Regions from separate parts of the Mus musculus genome. Here regions 2 and 3 are each linked to region 1. Evidence: chromatin contacts called from public HiChIP or PLAC-seq data. All regions are on one chromosome and are shown on one strand. The core of a region is the stretch at or near the end of the contact, and the rest is flanking DNA. Distances in the headings are between cores, read along the strand shown.

Region 1 (3,745 bases), core at 421-2,920:
ATCGCCTGTGAAGAAACAATGGAACAGAGATTGGGTCAGTCTGGGCTGAACCCCTACGGCCGAGGTGGGGGTGGGTAAACAGACACGTGGAAAATCCCAGGGACTCCTCCGCCTGCGTGTTCTGTACCATTTAACCCCGAGCATCCAGCTAACGCCCTGCCCAACTCTGGGGAAAGACGGGTAAAAAGGGCAGAGATCCAAGACACTAAAGTTGGCCGGAGTAGAGGGGTGAGGAGGGAGACAGGATGAGAGTAAACAAGGTGTTTTCCCGCCGAAGAACTGTGTGCTGGAATTACACACAGGCAGCCCAGGAAACAGTCACCTGCGGGTCCGGATGGATAGGCCTTTGTCATGGGCAAGTGGGGGGTGGGGGTGGGGGGGAAAACATTACACAAAGAACCGGGCAGTTCTCTGCACTTGGCATTTCCATCTTACATTTCGAGCAGCCCCAGGGCCCTTGGGAGGATGCATCCGGCAAAACCTGGTTCCACGCCCTAAAGCGCCGCAGGGCTCCTGGGTCGCCAGCCGAGGGTGCTGCGGTGCGCTAGCGGCGCGCCAGCCGCTGCATCCCTGCCTCGGAGGCGGCCTCACCCCCACTCCTGCCGCTTCCTGGAGCACGCTCCAGACGAGGATGGGGGGCTCAGCGGCGGTCGCTCCAAAACGCGGACCGCGGCTCCTGCGGCTGCCGCCGCGGGCGCTGTCGAGGAATCGGCCGGAGCGTGCAGCCCCCGCCGGAGCTCCAAATGAGGCCGGGGCTGAGCCCGCAACAGCGAGCGCAGCGGGCCATGCCATCAACTGGGACTGAGGTCTTACCTCCACCGCCGCGACTGCCGCCTCCGCACTAGGCAGCCTCCCCAGCGGACAAGGGGCGGGGGAGCCAGGGGGCAAGGAGGGGTGTCCGTCTGAGTTCCCCGGGTGACGTTTATTTGTGGAAGGAGATGCCTGGGGATGCAATCGGCTCTGCGCTCAGTAAAAGCAACCGAGTTTTTCTGCGCCAAAGGCAGACAAAAATCCCAGGGATCGTCGCCTAGCTTCCCCCCCCCCTCTCCGCCCCAGGCTGACACCCCTGCTCGCCAGTGCCGGGTTTCCCTCCAGTTGAAGCGGAGGAGATGGGAGAAAGAGAAGGGGTGGGGTGGGGGAGCAAGGGCGGAGGCTGGCGGGGAGGAGCGGGAGATCAGGTTATTAGGATTATAAATTTGGGTAGCAGTTGTTGGGGGGTGGGGGTGCTCGGAAAATTTCCCGAGACCGAGAAGGAACCCGGGAGAGAGGAGGCAGTTGAGTCCGGATGGGGCAGAGCCCCGACTTGAACTCTCCCGGGGCGCCCTAAACTGCGGACGCCCAGGCGGTCCGCCGCCGCCCCCGTGCTCGCACCCCGCCGCCCTCCCGGCCACTGTCCCCCCGGGCGGAACCTTCGGGCTTCGCGAGCGGTACCTGCCGCAAGCTTCCGGGCTCCGGGCACAAGGGATCTTGAGGGCGCGCGCCTGGAGTCCCGGCGCGCACTGTCCGAGACCCGCGCAGCGTTGGCGGCTGCGGGAGGAAAGGCTCATGCTTCAGGGGGGAAGCCCAAGGCCCGGGAGCCGCAGAGGCGGCGAGACTTGGCAAGAGTTAACCGTCTGTCCCCGGAGCCGAGTGTGCGCGCGACTTCCCAGCCCGACGCGCCTCCCTCGCTCCCCGCCTCCCGCCCCTCGCGCCCCGCCCGGCCGCGGCGGAGGCCGCTTTCCAGGAACTTTCCAGGAATCCGCCTCACGTGACCGCAGCCCCCGCCAGCGCTTTAAAGAGGCCCCGGCCGCTAATGCGCAGGCTTCAAGGGAGCCGGGTGGAGAGAGCCGGTGCGGGTGCTGGTGCTGGTGGCTGCGGGGTGGAAGCCTGCGACTCCGCCCTCCTCTGACCCTGCACCTCGGGGTGCTCGGGAACAAGGAGAAGTCCCCAGCCAATGCCTATTAAGCCACCAGTACCTGCCCCTGTGTCTGCAACAGCTGAGCACCTCGGTCCCGCGAATAGCAGCCCCTCTTCTCCCCAGCCCTCCACGTAGGAGGGAACCTTTAGGCCAGCCATCCACCCCGCTGTGCGCCTGCCAGACGCGACCCTCCTCTCCTCCATGTGGGATGCAGGACCAGCGTGCGGGAAGGGGGCGGGGCTCAGATGTCCGTCCCTCCCTCTCTAAGACACACACAGAGCTAGAGCTAGCACGCCACTGCCCAGGTCGACTACCACTCCCGGGCACCTCGGGAAGCGAACCAGAGACTGTCCCCTCCGCCAGCATCCTAGAAGGCCAGGAAAGAGACGAGCTGAGCGCCTCCTTAAAGCTGCGCAGACTGCCCTCAATCCCTCCCCCCTGGAGCTCCAACTGGTAGTCCCCTGCATCAGCCTTGCCCAGCTTCTCCTTTCCTCCTCAGCTCAACTCCTGCTTGCCCTTCGGGAGACCCACCCTGGCCACCCTACAGAGGAGGTGCCCTTACCTGTGCCCGGGTGGGGTGCGGGGTCACAGGCCTGGTGCGTTTGTCTCTGTGAATCCTTGCAAAGCCAGGGACCCGGAGTTCGTATTGATCCCAGTACTTCTTTCCTATTGGGACCCTCACCTCCCACTCTGTAAGAGGCCACCTAGCCTCCGCGCCGGCATCCAGGCACGCCGGCTCCTGAAACGTGACCCACTTTGAATGTGACCTACTTTTTTTTTTTTTAACAGAAAAACAAAAACAAAAAAAAAACACTCATGGGAAAACCGGATTCGAAATTTCGATAACCATTTTTCTTTGAAATACTGTTCTGTTGCCCCACTGCTCAAAAGCTTGAAAGGTCAATGGCCACTTTTAGTTGAAGCTGTGTCTATGGGGAAGTTGGGCAAGGGTGGCCAGGAGAGGTTGAGAGAGGCGCGGCTTCCAAGCCTTGCCTGGTGCCCCGCCTGCCGGCCCTGGAAGGAAACACAACACGACCGGCCAATTCCAAGGCCCCGAACCAATTTTTATCCACAGTAATTTTTTTCCTCTTAAATAATTCTATGCACTTACAGAATGGTGAACGCGAGGGGAGGACATAAGCCAGCTTACAGGGGCTTTGTCAGCGATAGATTCGTATGTGTGGCCGCGGAGGGGGGAGGCTGTTTTCCTGGAATCTTTGATGGGAAGGATGCCTCTTACTCAAGTTTTAGAAAGCCTGTGTAAAGCCAGGGAGTAACTTAGCAGGATGCTTACCTTCTTTAGGTCCCTAACGTTTTCTGTAAACTTAAAAACAAGATGTCGGTGAAAGGTTAGCATGAACGGACAGGCGGATCCCTCTGGAGTTCTGTGTAGTGAGTTGGAGGCCCAAGTTAAACTTTTTAAGCCTCTACAATGTGCAGGGATAACTAAGACCAACGTTTTATGAATGGTTGATCCTTTCTTGGTAGAAAACCTCAGAGGAAGTGGAAGTGTGTGCCTGTGCTTCTGCACTCCTAAAGGGTTTTGGTTTTTTGTTGGTTTTTTTGTTGTTGGTGGTGGTGTTTTTTTTTTTTTTTTTTTTGAGATCATACAGATTAATTTTTCTTTGTCAGGTGTAGTAAATCTTCCAGCCTCCTTACTCTACTGAGTACTATGACCAAACCACCTGGCAGAGGTGATGGAAGGGAGGAAAGATTGATCTCGGTTCATGGTTCACAGGACACATTCCAACATGGCAGGAAGGCTTGGAGCCTGGAAAGCACCCTCCACGGGAGGCAGGAATTAGTGGTGCAGTCAGCCTTAGAAGGGAGACAGGAAACCGGTTTACA
Region 2 (3,745 bases), core at 357-2,856, 860 kb before region 1:
CCTTCAGGACATGGCTTTATTGCTTTTTGTTTTGTTTGTTTGTTTGTAGTTATTGTTACAGAAACCATTTTTAAAAGTCCAGGTAAAACATTAAAGACTAGGACTCACAAACACAGCAGCTCAGCCCCTGAAAAGTCATATGAGCTCTATGTAAGCAGTCTCTCTCTCTCTCTCTCTCTCTCTCTCTCTCTCTCTCTCTAGCCATCCCAGGATGTATGACACTACCATGTGTCACCATACCAGAGATGACTTGAGGAGACAGGTTCTGAGAAATCTTTCACTAGGTGATGTTGCCATTTTGCAAACATCGTGAAGTACACTTACACAAGCCTAGGCAGTCCAGCGTACTACATGGCTAGGCTTCGGAGTACAGCCTGCCACGCTCCCACACACAAACCCTCATATGGAGCACTGTGCTACACACTGTGAGCAGTTGTAACATAGCTGTGTTTGTGTGTGTGTTTCTAAACATGGAAAAGGCACAATAAAAATACCAAAACTAACTTTATTTATTTATTTATTTATTTATTTATTTATTTCATTGTATATTTATTTAATTTTAATGGTGCAGCATCTAGGGCACTTCTGGGACTGGAAGCTGCCCTGCAGGAGTCAGTGAGATGCCGGTGAGGGACTGTAAAAGCCTAGGGCATCACACCTAGTCCTATCAATGTAATTTTGTAAAAATTGGACTTGTAGGCACCACAAAATTTATGTACAAAAAATATTTTTCTTCAGTAGTAAACTTATTTTAATGTCACTTTATTTTCTAAAATTTTTAAGTTCTTCAACTTTGTGACTTTAAAAAAAATAATAATTAAAAGAGACACCGTCTAGCTAGACCTGTAGTTCTCAGCCTTCTTAATGCTGCAACGCTTTAACACAGTTTGGGGTCATGTTGTGCTGACCCCAACCATAAAATTACTTGTGTTGCCACTTCATAACTGTAATTCTGCTACTGTTATGAATCATAATGTAAATATATGATATGCATAGGTGACCTCTGTGAAAGGGTCATGCGATCCCCCACAAATGGGTCATGACTGAACTCCTGAGCTATACAAAAATCTTTACTCTGTTTTAAATGTTGTTTTTAAAAAAAAACTCCTTAGCTTTTTGTTTAAAAAACAAAACCCAAAACCAAAAACCAAAAACCAGACACCTGAGATTCAACCATACGCCTTAACCTGGGCCTTCTTCCTATGGTAGAGTATGTATGCACACTGCTGCAAATGTCTCCCTGGATCTGTCCCAATCAACAAGGTCTTCAGGAGAGGTCAGGCACATGGGCCCATCCTATGGTGACAGTGGCACCTCCTAGACCTCGGGGGACCTGCATGGTGCTATTTTACTCTTTTGATGAACTCTTTTTGTTTTTAATGACCTAGGAGGAGAGTAAGGTCAAATAATGATGGGAAACACCGAGAGTCCATAAACCAGGAACACACTCCTCTGTTTCCAAGTGAGTGTATGTGTTACACTTTTCTTCTATGTGTCACACTTTTCTGTGGCCGCTAATGAAGTAGGTTTGTTTACACTGGTTTTGCCCAGACTCTTGAGTAATGTTTTCTGCTATGATATGAACATACTATGATGTCACCAGGTTTGTTTTGTTTTGTTTTTTTTCAGCTTCATTATAGTCTTACAGGACTCATGCATACAGTCAGCCCATTGGCACTGCAGACAGAAGAATCCTTGTGCTGTGCTGTGTGTGTGTGTGTGTGTGTGTGTGTGTGCGCGCGCGCGCGCGCGCGTGTATGTGTGTACATATGGTATTGTTTTGCTCCAGTGGGTGTTCCCAGTGAGGAGTCTGTATTGGGGAAAAAATCACTGTCCACACAGTCCAAATTCAAAGCTGGGAGCATTTGGGAAAGTAGCCTTTAGCAGAAGTGTTTTCCGGCGGCATTGGTACCTTGAGAAAATAGTAATTCGTGAAGACCTTAGAAGAGAAATGTAATATTAGTATACTGTATTTGGGGAGGGGGGTTGTTACTTGAAGTTTTATATTCTGAGTTGGTGATTCCAGCTGAGTATCAACAAACATGGTTTTAATTCCTCGGGGATTGGATTTTAAAACCTCTTTTCTAGTGGAGTTACCTTTCTAAAGGAAATCAACACATAGAGAGATGATGAAGTCAGCGTGCAGCCAGAGAAGTCTTACTATCGGGGAAAGTTGGTTTGTCCCTACGAGCAAGCCAGCCTTGGGATGAGTCAGAGAAGGGACTTGCCTGTGGTAATGCTGTGTCACAGGTAAGTTGTCTGTTGGTCTCCCTGGGAGGGGCCTTGTTTTTCAATAGAGAGCTTAAGGACGGCAAAGGGCAACGGGAGACAAAGTGTTTCATCTCTAGACTCCCAACCCACTTCTCCATGGGCAGCTACCACTCAAAATTCTTAGGATGTCCTCCTAGAAAATTCCATGTGGATACAGTACTCTTGTACAGTACTCTACAGTAACCTGTTCCACCCTCTGAAGCACAGATGGGCGGGCACCATAGGCAGAGCTCAGCATCTTGCTTTTCCCTATTAATTTCGATAGCTTCCCATGGTAGCTGGTCAGCTCCATTTCCATTTTGATGGCTACATCATTTTCTATAAGTTTTGTCTGTCTGTTTCTCCCTCCCCAACTGACCCCTCTTCCTTCTTTCCTTCCTTCCCTTCCCTTCCCTTCCCTTCCCTTCCCTTCCCTTCCCTTCCCTTCCTTCCCTTCCTTCCCTTCCTTCCCTTCCTTCCCTTCCTTCCCTTCCTTCCCTTCCTTCCTTTCCTTTCCTTCCTTCCTTTCCTTCCTTTCCTTCCTTTCCTCCTTTGCTCCTTTCCTTCTTTCCTTCTTTCTAAATGGTTCTCTATGGATGGTTGGTTGTCTGTGATGTTTCCAAAACCAGGAAGCACATGGTGGTGGTAGTGGCAGGGGTGGAAGGGCAGGGGTAGCATAGGAGGGGATGGCGGTGAAGGCAGACTATGGTGTTATAAGCAAAAGTAAGGAACTGGAGAAGAGGCAAAGACTCACTTGAACTTTGATCTTCATTTCTCCTTTCCAATCTCTTGGGGCTGTTCATTTTGAGAACTATATGGAAGATCAAACGGGCTAGGTAGCTGGGCTGGGCTGGGCTGGGTTGGCACACACCTGCAATCCCAGCTACCTGGGAAGCTGAAGCAGGAAGTCTACAAATTCAAGGCCAGCCTAGGCTTCAGAGTGAGTTCAAGACCAGCCTGGACAAATTGATCTCAAAATAAGAAGTAAAGCTGGGTAGTGCTGGTGCATTCCTTTGGTTCCAAAACTTGGGACAGGCGGGGCTCTCTGAGTCCAGCCTAGTCTATAGACTCAGAACAGCCAGAGATACACAGAGAAAGCCTGTCTCGAAAAACCAAATAAAATAAGTAAAAAGTGAAAGAGAAAGAGGGTTGGGGATGATACAGGTGGAGTGCTTGCTCTCCTGCACAAGGCTCTGCATTCAATACTCAAAAGGGGAGGGGTTGGGTGGAATGCGTTCTTCCTTCTCCTCATGGAGGCCATTATTGTGGAGAAGAGTGTGATGTGCAACTAAAACCCAAGGAATGGAAATGTATTTACCACCTGGTGGCCAAAGATCTGCGCATTCCAGCTGCTTTATCTTCTAGCTCTGGTGCAGATATTCCCTATGGCTATCTGACCTTTTTGCTAACACCTCATTAACAGACTTTTCTCATGATGTCTTTGGACATGGAAGATTCCCTGACGTGAAGCATTGCATTGGTGTGTTTGCAAACC
Region 3 (3,745 bases), core at 707-3,206, 780 kb before region 1:
TTGGCCTCAGCCAGCTTGAGGCCTATCTGGACTACATTAGACGACATCACAGCAGCAAAAGAAAAGCTAGGCAAGAGGAGCCCTGGGGGTGAAGGTGTAAAACCCTCTGATGTTCAAAAGCCAGGAAGAGGAGGAGGAAATCTCAAAACGGGAGAGGGAGGAAGGGCAATCCATTGAAAACAGAGTCATGAAAGCTGGGGAGTCCCAGAGACGGAGGGAAGAGATGGCTTCACAGAGAGGGACGCAGGAAGCTTGTGTCTAGGACAATTTCAGTGTGCCGGTCTCCTGGCCAAGGGTGCTCTCTTATGACCCCTTCACATTCCCGAGGAAACCTTTCCTGTGAGCTGTGAGCTGTGAGCCTTGGGAGAGAGTTAAAAAGAGTGAGAGTTCTTATGTACATGGAATGCTGTGTCCAAAGGTCACCCCCATATCTTCCTACTCTTGAGTCCTTTGAGACATTGCAGCTGAAGTCACTGGCTACGGGTGCCCTTCAAGAAACGGAAACTTTTGAAGATCACAGACTGTCCAGTGTCTTGGGGCTCGTCCCTACAGTCCCTATCCAGCTGATGGGATTTTTCTCTATCTCTGTTCTGTTGAAGACAACTTCACACAAAGTATTGTATATTTCCTGCTTCTACTGTGTCTTCTTGACCAGACTATTTGCATCCGTTAAATGTTTTTCCCCCCTCTCTCCCCTGCTGACAAGATCCCCTCTCGTCATTTAAATTGCAGCTTTACATTCATCTCCATTCCCTGCCACACGCTGCCAAATTGGGAAATGTCTATTAGTCACTCTGCAAAAAAAATTTTTTTTGAGTGTCGGCTCTACAGAGCACTGTCATCAGCGCTGCACAGTACACTAATAATTATGACACAGACTTTGTCTTCAGATTCTATTCAAAGGTAATTCTGGAGAGAGAAAGAAACTAAGTGTGTGAAATGACAGGTAGTAAAACTACACAATAAATCACATTTTTAAAAAATCACCATCAAATCCTATTGATGCCCAGTGGGAGGAAAGGAAGATAGCGTTTGGGCAGGGCCATGAACAGATGAACAGGATTTAAATTGGAGGGAAGGAAAGAGGTGGACAATCTAAAATAAAAAATAAATGATGTCTGGATCGCAGGGAGGTCCATGGAAAGGTAAAGCCATTGCGGATGACAGGATGTAAGTGACTGGAATTGAACGGGGGGGGGGGGGGTTGCTCAGTAGCTTCTCAATAACGTAAAAGCGGTGTTAGAAGAGGAACTTGGAAGCCTGGGTCAGGATGAAGAACTAGAAGTCAGAGAAACCAGTCACAAGTCTGGTGTAATGCTGGTACAGAGCACAAGTACAAGTACTCCACAGGGCATTTCCCATCAACCAGCCCCACACAGCAGTGCCCAGGGGCTCCCAACTACCAGGCATTTAACCAACATATAGAAGACATGTTTCAGCAACCATGATTACAAGGATCATAGGACATATGAGCCAGGAAGGGGGACAGAGTCCAGCTATATAATCTTTCAAAATATATATCCTTCACAACATCACACAGTAAAGCCCCGCAAATGATGGATTTCAAAGGATGGGCCCAGGGACAGGCTTGCCAGGGAAAGGTACCTTATTTGGGGATGAAGACAATATTCCCAGGACTATCACAAGCAGGCACATGTCCAGCAAGCAGGAAGGGAGGCCTCTTTTGATACAGAAAGGAACTTTCTCCAGAGCCCCCTTACAGTGAGTGATGTCTTAGCTGGTGTCTCATTGCTATAATGACCACAGCCACTCTTATAGAGGAAAATATTTAACTGTGGCTGGTTTGTAGATTCAGAGGTTCAGTCCACTATCATCAGGGCAGGAAGCATGGCAGTGTGCAGGCAGACAGTGCTGGAGAAGGAGCTGAGAGTTCTACATTTTGGTCCACGGGCAGCAGGGGGACACACTGGCCAGACTTGAGCTTATAAAACCTCAAAGCCCTGCCTCCGCAGTGATGCACTTCCTCCAACGAAGCCACACCCACTCCAACGAGGCCACGTCTCCTAATAGTGACATTTCTTGTGGTCCAAGCATTCACACACATGAGTCTCTGAGGACCATCCCTATTCAAACCAACACAAGTGATCACTCTTCAGTGTCAACTTGACTGGGTTTAGAATTACCTGGAATATATACCTCTGGGTGTGCCTGGGTGGATACTTCCAGAGAAGTTTAACTGAGGAGGGAAAACCTACCCTGAATGTGTGTAATACCATCCCTTGGGCTTGGATCCCAGACTGAATGAAACCTGGGGGAAAAAGAGCAAACTTAAAAGCAACCATTACCTCTCTCGGCTTTTTCACTGTGGATACAGCATATCCAGCTGCCTTGAGCTCCCGCCACCACGCCATCCTTTCTTGATAATCTGTACCCTCAAACTGTTCCTTAAGAATCTTCTGCCACAGCTGGGCGGTGGTGGCGCACACCTTTAATCCCATCACTTGGGAGGCAGAGGCAGGCAGATTTCTGAGTTCGAGGCCAGCCTGGTCTACATAGTGAGTTCCAAGGACAGCCAGGGCTATACTGAGAAACCCTGTCTCAAAAAAACCCAACCCCCCAAAAGAGAGAGAGAGAGAGAGAGAGAGAGAGAGAGAGAGAGAGAGAGAGAGAGAGAGAGAGAGTCTTCTGCCACAACAGTAAGAAAAGCAATGAGTAAGCCCATCAGGCTTCTTAGAGCCCTTTCCTTGCCATTGGTAATCCGTCATGCTGGGCTGCAAGAGAAGCTGAGAGAGCAGACATTGCAGACTGTACACCGGAAGTGTGATGTTGACCACAGGGGAGGAAAGGGAAGGGGTTTTACCCCGCCCCCCCCAAAAAAAAACTCAGTGAAATACTAAACACAGACTTATTTTGCAGACATTGTTTCAGGTTCAAATGACTTCCGAATGACTTCTAGTACATTAAGCAAGGTAGAAATGACCCGTGGAGGGGGGTTTGGGGGGAGAATACGTCTCCCATTCCAGAATCTTCCAATTCCATCCCTCCCTGCAGCAGCACTAGATCTTGGTTGGAAACCTTGTTAAAAGGTTTAATAAGGAAATGCTCTGCTGTCTGGAGTCAGGGAGAATGTGAAGTTTAACTTCTGTCTGGGAAGTGGCAAACTGTAAGAAAGTTGACTTTGAAATTTGTCAGATAGGTCAGGCCTATTTGTAGCTTTTTAAAAAAGGCCCGAAATCATGGGGCTGACAGGAAGCGAAAGGGAAGCAGAAGCAGCCTGCTCCTCATCCCTAAAATTGCATCAAGTCCAAGTCTTAGAATAAAATAATTTTCATTTTCTTATTTCTTATCCTAGCCAGCATTTGGATCTAGACTTGAGTTCCTTGGGGGGACACATCGTCATTATGCAAGATAGGAAAAGGAAAGAAGCCCATGATTTTTTAATGCTATATTTATGAACCAAATAAATATGTAATTATAGCTAGAAACAGGGAAAGGGCAGGCAGTAGGAAGCAACTGGAAAAACTGCTGGCGTGGTGTATTAGTTGCTCTCTTTGTTGCTCGCACCAAAATGCCTGACAAGACACGAGGGGTGGGAGAGATGGCTGAGAGTTAAGAGCAAGTGTGGCTTTTCCAGAAGACCTGGACATGGTTCCTAGGACCCAGGGGACCCACCACTGCCTGTAATGCCAGCTCCAGAGAATATGATGACATCTCTTCTGGCCTCTGCAGGCATGGGCACACACATAGTAAACACACAGAGAGACATACACACCTACACATAAAT

The links. HiChIP or PLAC-seq counts read pairs in DNA pulled down with a chosen protein or histone mark.
Region 2: a contact with region 1 is called in an HNF4G HiChIP or PLAC-seq map of pancreatic cancer cells. The contact joins the enhancer-like site here to the promoter of Socs2 in region 1. A contact is called at or near these places in 6 of 115 datasets of contacts at active chromatin or transcription factors (astrocytes, cardiomyocytes, embryonic forebrain and 3 more) and 1 of 9 other capture datasets (pancreatic islet).
Region 3: an H3K4me3 HiChIP or PLAC-seq map of bone marrow-derived macrophages shows a contact between it and region 1, with 4 times the contacts expected there. The contact joins the enhancer-like site here to the promoter of Socs2 in region 1. A contact is called at or near these places in 4 of 39 promoter capture datasets (cranial neural crest, embryonic stem cells, hippocampal neurons and 1 more), 16 of 484 Hi-C or Micro-C datasets (B cells, the C2C12 cell line, adipose-derived mesenchymal stem cells and 11 more), 13 of 115 datasets of contacts at active chromatin or transcription factors (VIP interneurons, acute myeloid leukemia, astrocytes and 10 more) and 3 of 9 other capture datasets (liver, macrophages and pancreatic islet).

What each region holds. Positions count from the first base shown.
Region 1 is chr10:95,415,187-95,418,931 of GRCm38.p6, forward strand. It overlaps Socs2 (suppressor of cytokine signaling 2), which reads right to left and starts at 1,671. Exons shown (of 3, transcript NM_007706.4): 1 at 1,432-1,671; 2 at 1-5. 5730420D15Rik (RIKEN cDNA 5730420D15 gene) reads left to right here and starts at 2,189. Exons shown (of 5, transcript NR_045339.1): 1 at 2,189-2,493.
Region 2 is chr10:94,554,060-94,557,804 of GRCm38.p6, forward strand. The region is part of intron 1 of Tmcc3 (transmembrane and coiled coil domains 3); the gene reads left to right. Among named protein-coding and RNA genes, the nearest start is that of Mir7211, 30 kb to the right of the region's middle. Within about 2 kb of position 1,607, at least 20 of the 459 cell types and tissues checked have an H3K27ac peak or open chromatin away from gene starts, as enhancers often do. A contact at or near this core is called in pancreatic cancer cells, where this site is marked.
Region 3 is chr10:94,637,500-94,641,244 of GRCm38.p6, forward strand. No RefSeq gene overlaps it. Among named protein-coding and RNA genes, the nearest start is that of Gm32898, 16 kb to the left of the region's middle. Within about 2 kb of position 1,957, at least 30 of the 459 cell types and tissues checked have an H3K27ac peak or open chromatin away from gene starts, as enhancers often do. A contact at or near this core is called in acute myeloid leukemia, bone marrow-derived macrophages, macrophages and 1 more, where this site is marked.